Linked DNA regions of Oncorhynchus mykiss: region 1 is linked to region 2. Evidence: chromatin contacts called from public Hi-C data. All regions are on one chromosome and are shown on one strand. Each heading gives the region's core, a stretch centred on a gene start, on an enhancer-like site or on the middle of the called end of the contact. The rest is flanking DNA. Distances are from core to core; before and after follow the strand shown. Region 1 has its middle 20 kb from the start of LOC110534264. Region 2 has its middle 22 kb from the start of ruvbl2.

What was found. Hi-C and Micro-C count contacts between places; a contact is called where the count stands out from the background.
Region 1: a Hi-C map of liver shows a contact between it and region 2, with 4 times the contacts expected there. The contact joins two enhancer-like sites. A contact is called at or near these places in 3 of 3 Hi-C or Micro-C datasets (blood and liver).

Annotation. Positions count from the first base shown.
Region 1 is chr10:52,874,580-52,881,502 of USDA_OmykA_1.1, forward strand. No RefSeq gene overlaps it. Among protein-coding and RNA genes, the nearest start is that of LOC110534264, 20 kb to the right of the region's middle. Within about 2 kb of position 2,657, at least 4 of the 11 cell types and tissues checked have an H3K27ac peak or open chromatin away from gene starts, as enhancers often do. A contact at or near this core is called in liver, where this site is marked.
Region 2 is chr10:52,692,315-52,699,797 of USDA_OmykA_1.1, forward strand. No RefSeq gene overlaps it. Among protein-coding and RNA genes, the nearest start is that of ruvbl2, 22 kb to the left of the region's middle. Within about 2 kb of position 2,842, at least 1 of the 11 cell types and tissues checked has an H3K27ac peak or open chromatin away from gene starts, as enhancers often do. A contact at or near this core is called in liver, where this site is marked.

The sequences.
Region 1 (6,923 bases), core at 1,407-3,906, 180 kb after region 2:
CCCCTTGAACTTTGCGACCTTTTGCCACATTTCAGGCTTCAAACATAAAGATATAAAACTGTATTTTTTTGTGAAGAATCAACAACAAGTGGGACACAATCATGAAGTGGAACAACATTTATTGGATATTTCAAACTTTTGTAACAAATCAAAAACTGAAAAATTGGGCGTGCAAAATTATTCAGCCCCTTTACTTTCAGTGCAGCAAACTCTCTCCAGAAGTTCAGTGAGGATCGCTGAATGATCCAATGTTGACCTAAATGACTAATGATGATAAATACAATCCACCTGTGTGTAATCAAGTCTCCGTATAAATGCACCTGCACTGTGATAGTCTCAGAGGTCCGTTAAAAGCGCAGAGAGCATCATGAAGAACAAGGAACACACCAGGCAGGTCCGAGATACTGTTGTGAAGAAGTTTAAAGCCGAATTTGGATACAAAAAGATTTCCCAAGCTTTAAACATCCCAAGGAGCACTGTGCAAGCGATAATATTGAAATGGAAGGAGTATCAGACCACTGCAAATCTACCAAGACCTGGCCATCCCTCTAAACTTTCAGCTCATACAAGGAGAAGACTGATCAGAGATGCAGCCAAGAGGCCCATGATCATTCTGGATGAACTGCAGAGATCTACAGCTGAGGTGGGAGACTCTGTCCATAGGACAACAATCAGTTGTATATTGCACAAATCTGGTCTTTATGGAAGAGTGGCAAGAAGAAAGCCATTTCTTAAAGATATCCATAAAAAGTGTTGTTTAAAGTTTGCCACAAGCCACCTGGGAGACACACCAAACATGTGGAAGAAGGTGCTCTGGTCAGATGAAACCAAAATTGAACTTTTTGGCAACAATGCAAAACGTTATGTTTGGTGTAAAAGCAACACAGCTGAACACACCATCCCCACTGTCAAACATGGTGGTGGCAGCATCATGGTTTGGGCCTGCTTTTCTTCAGCAGGGACAGGGAAGATGGTTAAAATTGATGGGAAGATGGATGGAGCCAAATACAGGACCATTCTGGAAGAAAACCTGATGGAGTCTGCAAAAGACCTGAGACTGGGACGGAGATTTGTCTTCCAACAAGACAATTATCCAAAACATAAAGCAAAATCTACAATGGAATGGTTCAAAAATAAACATATCCAGGTGTTAGAATGGCCAAGTCAAAGTCCAGACCTGAATCCAATCGAGAATCTGTGGAAAGAACTGAAAACTGCTTTTCACAAATGCTCTCCATCCAACCTCACTGAGCTCGAGCTGTTTTGCAAGGAGGAATGGGAAAAAATGTCAGTCTCTCGATGTGCAAAACTGATAGAGACATACCCCAAGCGACTTACAGCTGTAATCGCAGCAAAAGGTGGCGCTACAAAGTATTAACTGAAGGGGGCTGGATAATTTTGCACGCCCAATTTTTCAGTTTTTGATTTGTTAAAAAAGTTTGAAATATCCAATGTCGTTCCACTTCATGATTGTATCCCACTTGTTGTTGATTCTTCACAAAAAAATACAGTTTTATATCTTTATGTTTGAAGCCTGAAATGTGGCAAAAGGTCGCAAAGTTCAAGGGGGCCGAATACTTTCGCAAGGCACTGTATCTCTTGGCTCCACAATGTCTGTGTGCCAGTCACTGTGTCTCTGTGATCTTGTCCAGGAGGGGTGTATTTGATATATGCCTGTTGAGATAGGTTTTGTTTTATGGTCCTGAGAGCGAGAAAATAACATAGTTTAGGAGACAAAGCTGGACGATAATTTATAGCCAATGCTGTCTGGCTATGTGTGTCTTTGCTACAAAGGATCTCAGTTGCAATGAGATAATTCATTTTATAGAAACTGAATTGATCTGATAGTCACAGGGTTGTGATGGAGCTCATATAATTAAAGATGGACTTTATGATAACTCTGACTTGTGTGTGGTTTGCTCTCATGACTTGGTAAATACAGGACATTTCTACTACAGGACATAGGGTGGTCACTGACTGCCTCGGATGGAGCTGCTCTTGACACAGACAGACATAGGCGGGGGGCATGTTCTCAAGGTTGACCCGAGTAACACAGTTAGATATGTATATGTTTACAACTTCTTTTGCACTCTACATTATTCCAAGTCTATTTAAATGTAGTATTTGTATAATTAATGTATAATTCATACAATCTTAAAGATAAAATAACTTATTTTCATATTTTAACACTGCGTTACAATTGCCCCAAACCCAGCAGTCCTGACAAAACCTCATGTGCCTAGCAAGAGACAACAATAATAAAACGTCATTCATGTCAATGTTTAGCCAACATATAGTGATGGAAATGATCCTAGTTAAATCGATTGGACATTAACATTCAGGACAGTATAAGTAAAACACAACCGATAGAAAAAAAAAGAAAAAAAATTGTGAGATATTTTGCTTTTCAAGCGGGGACAGAACCTAAAATGGGCATGTACTCTGTTCCGAGAACTTCAAGGTGTTACCATTGCCCCTGGTCTCCTATGATGTAACTATGTGGGCACATGAAGGAAGGGAAGAGCCCAGCAGCACAGAAAGTGGGTGGGGGGGGGGAGAAGGAGCTCTCTCTCTCTATGATGTCACATCACCCTCACCAGCTGGTGGGAGATAAGGAAGGGAGGGAGGGCAACTTCACATCCCCAAACGTGGTGAGGTGCCTTATCAACAAGGGCCCTCTCACTCAGACTGGGATGGTTGAGAATGACAGGGGGATGTAGTGCAGAACAGCACAGCTCAGTTCTGTTCAATACTGCACAGCACACCACAGTAAAGTACAGTAAAGTATAGTAAAGTACAGCACAGCATAGCATAGCATAGCATAGCACACAGCACAGCATAGCACAGCATAGCATAGCATAGCACAGCACAGCACAGCCGGCAAAGCTCAGTTCAGCACAGGACAGCACAGTTTGGTTCAGCTCAGTGTTATATAATGGTTTAGCCATACAAATACAATTAGTTAATCTTAGTTATGTGGGTTTAGCACTTCAAGGAAATGGAACATAACGCACATGCCAGCAAATATAGAACAGAAAGCTAGAAATTAACTACAATTCTCTAAATAGAATGGGAAAAAATACATGTTTATCCTATTGTACCCTCTGAGAACAATGTAATCTGAGCGTATTTGTGTTCCATGCATTAGTCATTGTCTATAATGTGTGTCTCTCGTGTGTGTGTGTGTGTGTGTGTGTGTGTGTGTGTGTGTGTGTGTGTGTGTGTGTGTGTGTGTGTGTGTGTGTGTGTGTGTTTGCATTTGTGTTTGTGTGGATATGTGCGTGGGTGCTTGTGTGTTTGTATTTTTCCATGTGATTGTGTCAAGGGTTTATTCATATGCTTCACTGTGGAATGTGCCCTGTCCCCGAGTAAACATTTGAGCATGTCCGCTCTACCTCCCCTTGACTCCCCTTCTTTCCCCCTAACTACTGGTTCCCTCCATTGACCGCCCTGGACAATTTATTAGCCATTGTTACAGTTTCCTGTATGGTCCGGGCAAACGGGAAACTAAGCAGTGCTTAGATTAAGTATCTAGAAAAGGGGTACACAGTACCCAATGTGTTTTAATTGCTGGTTGAACTATTACAACATGAATGTTTTCCCCGAAAGAGTGTGTGTTTGTGTGTGTGTGTGTGCGTGTGTTTGCAGGTAGGTACCCACATATCCCGAACTGTGTGGTGTCTATCCTGAACAAAGGTGTGTGGTGATGCTCAACTCTTCACAGCACAAATATCTCCCACAGGAAACCCTTTAAACAACATCCAAGATGCCGCCAGACCCCCCCTGCTGTCATATGCCAGAGAAATAGCTTCCACAATCCAGCAGGAGAGACGCTGCTTAGAAAGCTTTTTACCACCAGCCGGATTATAAAATCAGACAAAAGTTGGTCATACAAATGGATACCCCTGGTCCACTCAATGTACATGCATAAGGCTCATACTTGATATACACGGGTAACTGTTGAGTGTGAATAACCCAGCAGCATTGCAGTACTTGACACAAACTGGCGCGCCTGGCACCTACTACTACCATACCCCGTTCAAAGACACTTAAATCTATTGTCTTTCCCATTCACCCTCTGAATGGCACACATACACAATCCATGTCTCAAATGATTCAAGGCTTAAAAATCCTTCTTTAACCTGTCTCCTCCCGTTCATCTACACTGATTGAAGTGGATTTAACAAGTGACATCAGTAAGGGATCATTTCACCTGATTCACCTGGTCAGTCTATTTCATGGAACGAGCATTTTTTGTACACTCAGTGTACACCTTCAGGGAGGTGAATGAGCGGCCCTGCTAAAAAAAAAACCTGTAGGAATATTTAAATGTCCAACACCCACCACTTACAGTATATCCATACAACGCTCTCACTGAGGGTGCCCTTGCAGACTGTATAGTAGCAATAACGTTCAGAGGTAAACCCCTTGCCATCAGATTGGACCTTTCAGGGGCGAAGTCACACAGGTTCCAAATCTCTGGCTGCGGGTGCCTGACCTGCCCGTGCGCCTGGGACAACAGAAGGCAAATTATCTCCTTGAATGCTAGCCTAGCAAATCATAACATATTGTACAAATTGCGAATTCGTAACATATCATACGAATTGTAATTTGTAACATATTATATACATCCTATAATTCTTATTACATTGTACGACCACTATTACATTGGTAGGCAAATGTAATGTAACCTAATCTAACATATCATATTAAATGGAGTGGCATCTATATTATGTAACATATAATACGTTTTGCTCTGAGACCAGGTTGGCCTCCACAACTTTGTTGAAAGTGGGAAGCAAGAGGGAAAGCCCAAAAGGGAGGACCAGAGTAGGCTCAGCATTGAAATGTTTGCGTCCTTCAGGTCGATGAAGGTGAACCAATTGCTTGGGCGCACAGACAAAAGCTGTTTGTGAGCATTCATAATTTCGAGCACCTGCGACAGTCAACCAAAGGTGCAGCTGCTCCACTAGGTTAGCCCCCAAGCTCCTTCCGAGCCACTCCACTGAGAAGTGCGGAGCTACTTAACTCATAATAATGGCTGTTTGATGTTGTTGATACCTTCCCACTCATTCTGCTCCAGCCATTACCACGTGCCTGTCCTCCCCAATTAAGGTGCCACCAACCTCCTGTGCACTCGATGACAAAACTCAATGTGCACTGCGCTCGAAGCCAGGGATTCCCCTACGACACTCGTCATCCAAACGTGAGTCCTGTTTAACACCGAAGGAGACCAAGTTCTCAGCCAGCTCTATATTTCCATGCTGGGAAGATAGCTTCATGTGATCCGACCATGAGTACAGATCCACCCCTCTATCCTGCAACTCAGGATCAGCACGCCCTCCTTAAGTGGAACAGTTAAGTTGGAGTAAAGACTGATACATTTCGCATTCCAATTAATTGTGAATTGTTCTGCTAAGCTCTAGATGAAGAGTGGAAGAATTGAATAAATTAATCAGGCATGATTCTAATATTCTTCAGCAGAGGGTGCTAGCATGCAAACTCCACATAGCTGAAAGGGAACTGACAGACAATTGAGAGAATTTCCAATGAAGTGGCAGTTTCATTTCTCCAAAATAAATGTCTTGTTGTCATGAATGAAATCGACAAGACTGCATCAAAAGCACTTTTTCTAATTACTCTCATTGTAAATAACCTTTTAATTTCTCCAATGGGTTGCATTATAACAGTGAGGGTGAATCTCAATTGTATTTCCTTGATTCCTCATGTCCTCCCTCCTCGTTTCCCTCACAACTTTTTTTTCTTCTCATTCTAATGAGGAATAGATGGGACAGTAGCATCTTCAATGTTGGTAAATGGAATTACCTCTAATAAGCTCTGCTTATTAGTCAGGTGGTGGAGGGCACCTAGCTTATTAATAATTAGTGCCCAGAACACAGAGGGACATTAACATCCCATTAAGTCTCCACATGGCTGACATGCTGCACACTGTCATGACAGATGATAAATGTACCTAATATCTGCTCAATACTCAAGGAGCCTCCCCAATGGTAGACTGCTAGCTTTACATTCACATCCACATTATAGGTCTGTTCAATAGTTAAACTGTCTGAAAACTTTACTTTATTGTATATGTACAATATATTTTCCACTGTTTCACTTCATTCCTGCTCAGTTCAAACTGAACTGTGCTATAGCCAGTGTGGCGATCTGATTCTGTACAATTGCAGTTGTTTTCCTGATGAAACACCGTCATCTAGTGGAACATGATTAGATTGCACACTTATCCAACGGACGCTCAAAGAGCACCCCACTGGGGCACAGTTCAACGTCTGCCTTTGATTTACATTTGAATGAGTTGTCAACTAATGTGAATTCAATGTGGAAAAAAACATATTGGATTGAGGTTAAAAGTTGGGTGAAAAAAATACAATACCATACGTTGATGACTTTTTGCATATCTAATTAGTTTTCCACATTTGTTCAATGTCATCACATACATTTTTGGGGTTGAAATTACATGAAAAGAATATTGATTCAACCAGTTTTTGCCTAGTGGGAGTGGACAAGGCAACAATACTACACCACATGTTTTTACTTAGATAGAAACACACACTTGCAAAACTCAAACGTAACTAAACTCCATATTTCTTCACTACTCCTTATTCCCATAATTATGTAGTTATTTTCATTGGTGGATTGACCAGGCTAGAGAATAGTGAGAATTGGCAGAGAACTCCGTGAGGTGGAGTGGAGAAGTCTCAATCTCAAACCCAGGTTCTCCTGCTGCCCAGCCTAACCCAGCCCCCCTATGCCCCCCTACTGTGCTCATTAGCAAGAAGCAGCTGGCAGTAGTAAAGGCTGGGTGTGAGAGGGAAGCTTGGGCCTTTTATTTTATTTTCAATCCAGTTCAATCCGGAAAATTGTATAAAATGGCTGGGTTGGCAGATTCAACCGCTGGT
Region 2 (7,483 bases), core at 1,592-4,091:
ATTTTATTATCCAGCGATTGTACGTTGGCCGTACTAGTCATCTGATCTTATAAAGACACCACGATCTCCTTCCGCGAAACCTCTGTTTCTTTCTCCTGGGGAGAAATGGGGATGAGGGCCTTTTCGGGTGTCTGGCTGGGCCCCTCAAGGACGTTCAGAGACTTGTCACGAAGCCACTCCTGTGTTGTCATGGCTGTGTGCTTAGGGTTGTTGTTCTGTTGCAAGGTGAACCTTTGCCCCAGACTGAGGTCCTAAGTGCTCTGGAGGAGGTTGTCGTCAAGGATCTCTCTGTACTTTGCTCCGTTCATCTTTGCCTCAATCCTGACTAGTCTCCCAGTCCATGCCACTGAAAAACATCCCCACAGCATGATGCTGCCACCACCATGCTTCACCATAGGGATGGTGCCAGGGTTCCTCCAGACGTGGTACCCTTCCGCAGATCTGATCCTTGACACAATCCTGTCTCGGACAATTCCTTCAACCTCATGGCTTGGTTTTTGCTCTGACAACTGTGGGACAGGTGTGTGCCTTTCTAAATCATGTCGAATTAATTGAATTTACCACAGGTGAATTTAACAATGAAGATGTAGAAACATCTCAAGGATGATCAATGGAAACAGGATTCACATGAGCTCAATTTCAAGTCTCATAGCAAAGGGTCTGAATGTAAATAAGGTATTTAATTTTTTTTTAAATACATTTGCACCATGTCTAAAAGCCTGTTTTCGTTTGTTATTATGGGGATTGTGTTGATTGCTGAGAAAATTCATTTTAGAATAAGGCTGTAACGTAACAAAATGTGGAGAAAGTCAAGGGGTTTGAATATTTTAGTTTAAAGGGTAAAAAATAACTGTAAATATCATTGAGTGGACCTTTAAAGATGCCTATTATTTATTATCACAGCCAATTAGGATGTCACCAGCACTATCAATCCTTTTCTATATGTGAGGGTGAAGTTTCAGAGGTTTCAGAGCCAAATGAGATCAGATTTGAAGATCCAACCAGTGCCCATTGGTTGGACCTGCCTGCCTGGTTGCTGTCAGCCTCCTACGGGATATGAATATGTAACACATCTGGTTATCTATGGTGGGAAGGTGTGTGTGTGTTATCGTGTGCTTGGATCATCCAGATTGTCCACATCCCATAAATCCCCTTCCTACCCATACTGCCTAAGTGTGGGCCGCTGCTCGCTGCCTGTCTCCCTCCCACTGGGGCCTGATGGATCCTCTGCTGCTCGCTCCCTCCCTCCAACCGATGCCTCCCTGGGTTTAGGGCATCAATGTCATGAGGGATACATTTAACTAGGGGAAAGATGATTGGATAGATGGGTGGGTTTTTACAAGGAGGGAGATGATTGGGTAGATGGTGCGGTGCAGAATGGTAGAAAGATAGACTACTGCCCTACCTTCCCCTCCCCTGGTGGGCTATATGCTGATTTGAATATTCAGAAGCCCTGTGCTATCATTTTAAAAGGAGCGCATCATGCAGAGCTGGAGCACTGTGACTGTTATGCAATGGTGTTGGTGTACAGTAGGCACTGTGTGTGTGTTGGGGAAGTAACAGGGGATGTCCAGTGGCTGTCCAGAAGGGAACCAAGCAATCTGTTCCTCTGCAGCATTGATCAATCTCGCTCTCTCTTGTTCTAGCGCTCACTCACTCTCTCTATCACTCTCTCTCTGGCCTTTTCTTAATTGGATTTGTACAACTCCTGCGTCCTCTCTTACCTTCTTTTGAAAAAGGTCAAAGGTAATCGAGGCGAGGCGATGACGAGAGGGAAGGTGGATGAAAATATGCTTGTATGAAATGAGACTCAATCGCGTGTCATTAGCCAAATTACGTTTACAGGGTGGAATCCCAAAATACATGTATAATTATGTGATAAAAACAAATGTAGCTAGTTGTGCAAGACATTTTATAGATAAAGGGATAAGTAGCATCTAATTTTTAAATGTTTGCATGCTTTTCTCCTTCGAGAAAACAATAGCTGATTCCAAGGTGGTGTGGCAGATTTCAAAACCCTTCTGCAAAGGACTCAGGTAGGATACACTTGTGCTTCCTCGCCAAAAGGAGGCTATTGAGGAGGGGAGGACCGTCTTCCGTTTGCCTACTAATGAATTGACGCTCTCGTCGACCACTAGGCCACTTATCGGTTTCCAGGTCACGGAGTAGAGAGTGCGGAGTAAAGGCCTGTGTCTCTGTCTTCTTCTCTCCCCCTTCCCCACGCTCTCTGTGTGTGTGTGCTTATGTGTACAGTGTATATGGAGTGCAGAAGGTTTGATGCAGTTCAAAACTCCGGTATCTAACACTGCCTACCTCCGTCTCATTTAGGATCTATGGTGCTTCTCTCTCTGCACATCCCCCCTGACTATCCCCCCCACTGCAACGTGCCAAGTTTATTGATGGGCTGGGGAAAGGAACGGAATTTCAATCAACGTTTTAAAAGGGCTATTAGGGAGCACAAAAAAAGATGGATACCTGCGCACTGTTGAATGCTCCTGCAGTTTTATTATTAAATGTTTTATTTTAAAGTTTTCGTCAGGCATCAAAAATGTTGGGAATATTATAGGCTTATAGGCTTTTCATCTTTCATTTTGTAAAACCTGCATCTTCATATAAGTGTTCAGTGCCCTGCTGTCCTGGTTTTGGTAGTCACAAAGTAGTATGAGTGCTGATCTAGGATCAGTTTAGCCTTATAGATCATAATGAGTATGATTATATGGACAGGGGACCTGATCCTAGATCGTCGCTTTTGAATAGGGGCCCTGCTATGTTCTCCTCTTTGCCCTGTTAACCTGGATTTGGTCCAGACCTGAATATAGGCCCTGGATATGATCCAGACCTGCTATGTTTAGCCAAGGCCAGGCCCAGGAGGCCAGTGGGCCAGCCAGCCAACAACCCAGTCCGTGTGTAGGCCGTAGATAGGAGCTGTGGCTGGCCACCAAAATATTTGTGCCGCCGAAGGCAGACTATTTTTGTCACTGGAGCAAGAACTTTGTTTTTAGTGTGGGAAAGCAAACAACACCTTTTTGTACCATCAAAGGTGTGACTCCATGTCCATTTGTGGGCTTTTCTCTCCTCCTATATGTGAATAGGTGAAATGTTCCTCTGTCAGCTCCACACGTGGAAACAACGTTGATTCAACCAGTGTGTGCCCAGTTGGAACCCACATGAGCCACAGCCCATGGTCTGAAAGCAAGTGTGATATTTTTTACATAAAAAAAATACAGTAGATCCTCTCTTAATCTGCACAGACACACTATACCCGGACTACTATTTTTACACACCAACTCCCGAAACCCTGTGACAGTGTGATGGTTTTGCATTGACAGTCACATTTCCGACATTGCCTGCTTATGGGGGGATTTAGGGTGTAGCTCTTTGACATGGTAAGCCTCTCTCCCACCCTTCCATATCTCACACATCCTTACACCTGGGCTTGGGTCAAAAGGAGAAAGAGGGGCTATGGTCATATACACTTCAAACACCTGAGAGTTGCATGAGAAGAGAGATGGGAGAGAAAGCTCACGGACACTTTACTCTCCTCTAGTCGGATCTTTTCCTCTCTTAATCTTCTTCTCTCATTGATCCTCCTGGCTCTCTGCACCTCTACACTTCAACATATTCTTCCCCCTCCAGATATTACAGTGGGGTGCCAAGGCGTGGTGGAGCACAGTGTGGAGCTGAGCATATCTATCCCTCACTATACAGAATAGGAGGGGGGTTGAGTAGGGATTAGAGCCACGGAATGAAATGGAGTACTATGTAACAATATATAAGATATATTCAGTCATTACCTAATTTATTGGCACCCTTGATAAAGATGAGCAAAAAAAGTGTTTAAATGAAACATATACTGAGCTATTTTCGACGTTGACATTTAAAAAAGTATACAGAACCATCAAAAGTTTGGACACACCTACTCATTGCATGGTTTTTCATTATTTTTATTGATTATTGTAGAATAATAGTGAATAAATTACAACTATGAAATAACACATATGGAATCGTGTAGTAACCAGAAGTGTTAAACACATATATTTTATATTTGAGATTCTTCAAAGTAGCCACCCTTTGCCTTGATGACGGCTAGCCATTGCTACATATTCGTCACCAGACCCACTGGCTCCAGGTCATCTATAAGTCTTTGCTAGGTAAAGCTCCGCCTTATCTCAGCTCACTAGTCACCATAACAACACCCACCCGTAGCACGCGCTCCAGCAGGAATATCTCACTGGTCATCCCCAAAGCCAACACCTCTTTGGCCGCCTTTCCATCCAGTTCTCTACTGCCAATGACTGGAACGAATGACAAAAATCATTGAAGTTGGAGACTTATATCTCCCTCATTAACTTTAAGCATCAGCTATCTGAGCATCTCACCGATTGCTGCAGCTGTACACCGATCATCTGTAAATAGCCCATCCAACTACCTACCTCATCCCCATATTGTTTTTATTTGCTTTTTTCTGCTCTTTTGCACACCAGTATTTCTACTTGCACATCATCATCTCCACATCTATCACTCCAGTGTTAATTTGATATATTGTAATTACTTTGCTAATATGGCCTATTTAATGTATTACCTCCTTGCCTCATTTGCACACACTGTATATACATTTTTCTACTGTTATTGACTGTACTTTTGTTTATCCCATTTGTAACTATGTTGTTGTTGTTTTTTGTCGCACTGCTTTGCTTTATCTTGGCCAGGTCGCAGTTGTAAATGATAACTTTTACTACACTGGCCTACCTGGTTAAATAAAGGTGAAATTAAAAATAAATAAAAAAAATGACAGCTTGGAAACACTCGTGGCAAAGCTGAAGTGCTCAGAATATGTGGGAACTCCTTCAAGACCGTTGGAAAAGCATTCCAGGTGAAGCTGGTTGAGAGAATGCCAAGAGTGTGCAAAGCTGTCATCAAGTCAAAGGGTGGTTACTTTGAAGAATCTAAAATCTAAAATTTGATTACTACATGATTCCCTATGTGTTATTTCATAGTTTTATTGTCTTCACTATTATTCTACAATGTAGAAAACTGTCAAAATAAAGAAAAACCCTTGAATGAGTTGGTGTGTCCAAACTTTTGACTGGTGCTGAATATACATTTTATACTAATGTCATGGAAATTCTACACAGGGACACTCGAAGTCAATCTTAAATGAATCATTCTTTATTATCAGCGTGCTGCTCAATGCACCAAGTACACATGTCGATCAGGATCTCTACCCGGGGCAGTCCAGGAAGTTCTCTTATATACAGACAAGTTATATTTGCATGATTTAGCTTATTCATCATTCATAATTAATGAATCATTAACGTTTGCTTCCTTCATGTGACCGACCAATACTGGGTCATGCATGTGACAGACCAATACCTCACGAGGCTTCTTCTCTCTAAGCTGAGAACTTGAAACTGAGATATCCTTTCTCAAAACAAGGTTTTGGGCATACTACCAAATTGCAGATACTGATAGTGAGAATTCGTTCAATCAGTTACTAGCATGAACACAGAAATGAGTTAATAGATAAGCGCATAAATGGAACACAGAAACATAACATTTTCCACCACACTAATACTATTGTTCAGAGAAAAATAGTAAAGTAATTTGAAAAATACAAAAAAGATACATGGCAATACTCCGACACCCTCCTCTTGCGAGGATAATGTCGCTGAGCCTTTAAAACAAATATGATAAATGAACCATTATTTTGTGGATTTGTGTGCTTAGGGTACTTGCAGGAAGATCCACTTGCAGTCAAGTTTCAGCCTCCTGGCAAGAGGCAACCAGGTTTTTGGCTAAAATATCCTGGTTCTGGGTAGAGTTCATGATGCTGTTGACCTTAACAAGGGTCACAGGACCAGTGGAACCAAAATAGCTTCATAACATCAAAGATTCACCACCATATTTTACATTAAATATTGGGTACTTTGCATCCTTCTTTCAACGGCAAACCACCTCTGGTGTGCGTGGCCAAAGAGCTCTATTTTCATGTCATAGAGCTCTTTGGTCACGCACACCAGTGGATTGAATAGAACATAGTACTTTATAACAATGATTATACTGTATATTCATATGGGTTGAAAGGTTGTGGGGCTGTATGTATCCACTGTCAACCCATGGGCTACAAGTGCTCAAAAACACTCAAATTCATTATAACATTCTGCCTGTTGTGCTGATTTTGGATGTCCCCATTGCCACGGTCTCTTTCCACCCCTCTCATGTTGTGAGGACATTTGATAGTTTGATCGCTTTTGACATGATTCTATGCCTCCCCCTTTTCGATTCTGGCAGAGGTCAACAAAACACTGACGATGAACTCAGCTCTCTGCCTGTAGCCCGGGAACAAATTGTCAAAAGGGAATGGTATTTGTGCCGGCAGGGAAGGGTATTAATAATGCATTTTTAGTTAACATCCCTCCTTAATTTGACCCCTGTGAGGAGCCTGTAGCTCCTCTCCCACCCAGATCCCCTATAGGTTCTCTCCCCCACACTCCAGATTCCAGTCGGAGCAGACCCACACACGCCATGTCTGTCAAACAGAGCGAACAGGCCCCAGTGCTTTTTAATGGTTTATTTTGGGCCTGGTAAGCAAGGGAGGTCAAGGGAGGCTAGGACAGTCAGGAACCAGGGGTCAGTGGAGCCCTTCTCAGTATTGATACACAGGTCACATTGGTCTCTCACAGCGCTCTGAAACCCCTCAGCTAAATGGGCCCTGGACTAGTCTTTATCATGAGTTACTGTATGAATTCCATCCAGTTTAATGTGCTTTACCCAGGATCAATTGTGATGTTGTAAATGTATGATTTATTTATTGATTGAATGGATTGAGACATTTCCAACAGGAAGGAGGGATATAGGTTGCTAACTTGTTCACCCTGGATCTGACCAAATTCACAAGAGAATGATGAAGGTTTCTGGTAGAGAAGTGTTTTGTCATCACCAGGAGTTGACAGTAGACACCCAACTGGAATCTACCTAGACTGGAATCTCAACACTCATATCTCCTTCTTTCAGTCAGGGTGGCAGGTATCCTAGTGGTCAGAGTGTTGAAAGGTTGCAAGATCAAATCCCTGAGCTGACAAGGTAAAAATCTGTCATTCTGCCCCTGACAGCCTGTTCCTAGGCTGTCATTGAAAGTAAGAATTTGTTCTTAATTGACTTGCCTAGCTCTGATATCTATGTACTTTATTGAGAAAAATGTACTTAAGCCCTGTGATTGTGATTTAACTTAAGACTGTGATTTGTGGTTGTCTTGCCTAGCTAACTTGAATGCACTGCGGAATAACATCTGACTGTTATGAATACTATATACAGTACATACATTTGATGTGCATATTTTACTGTGTATACTTGGACATATACATGGACATAAATCGGATACGAAATCTATCTGATTTGGTGACCTTGTTCACTATGTGAGCCAAATGTTTCAAGTTTGCATCTTAAATGACATATTCTCTACGCTCTACGGCACAAGCAATTT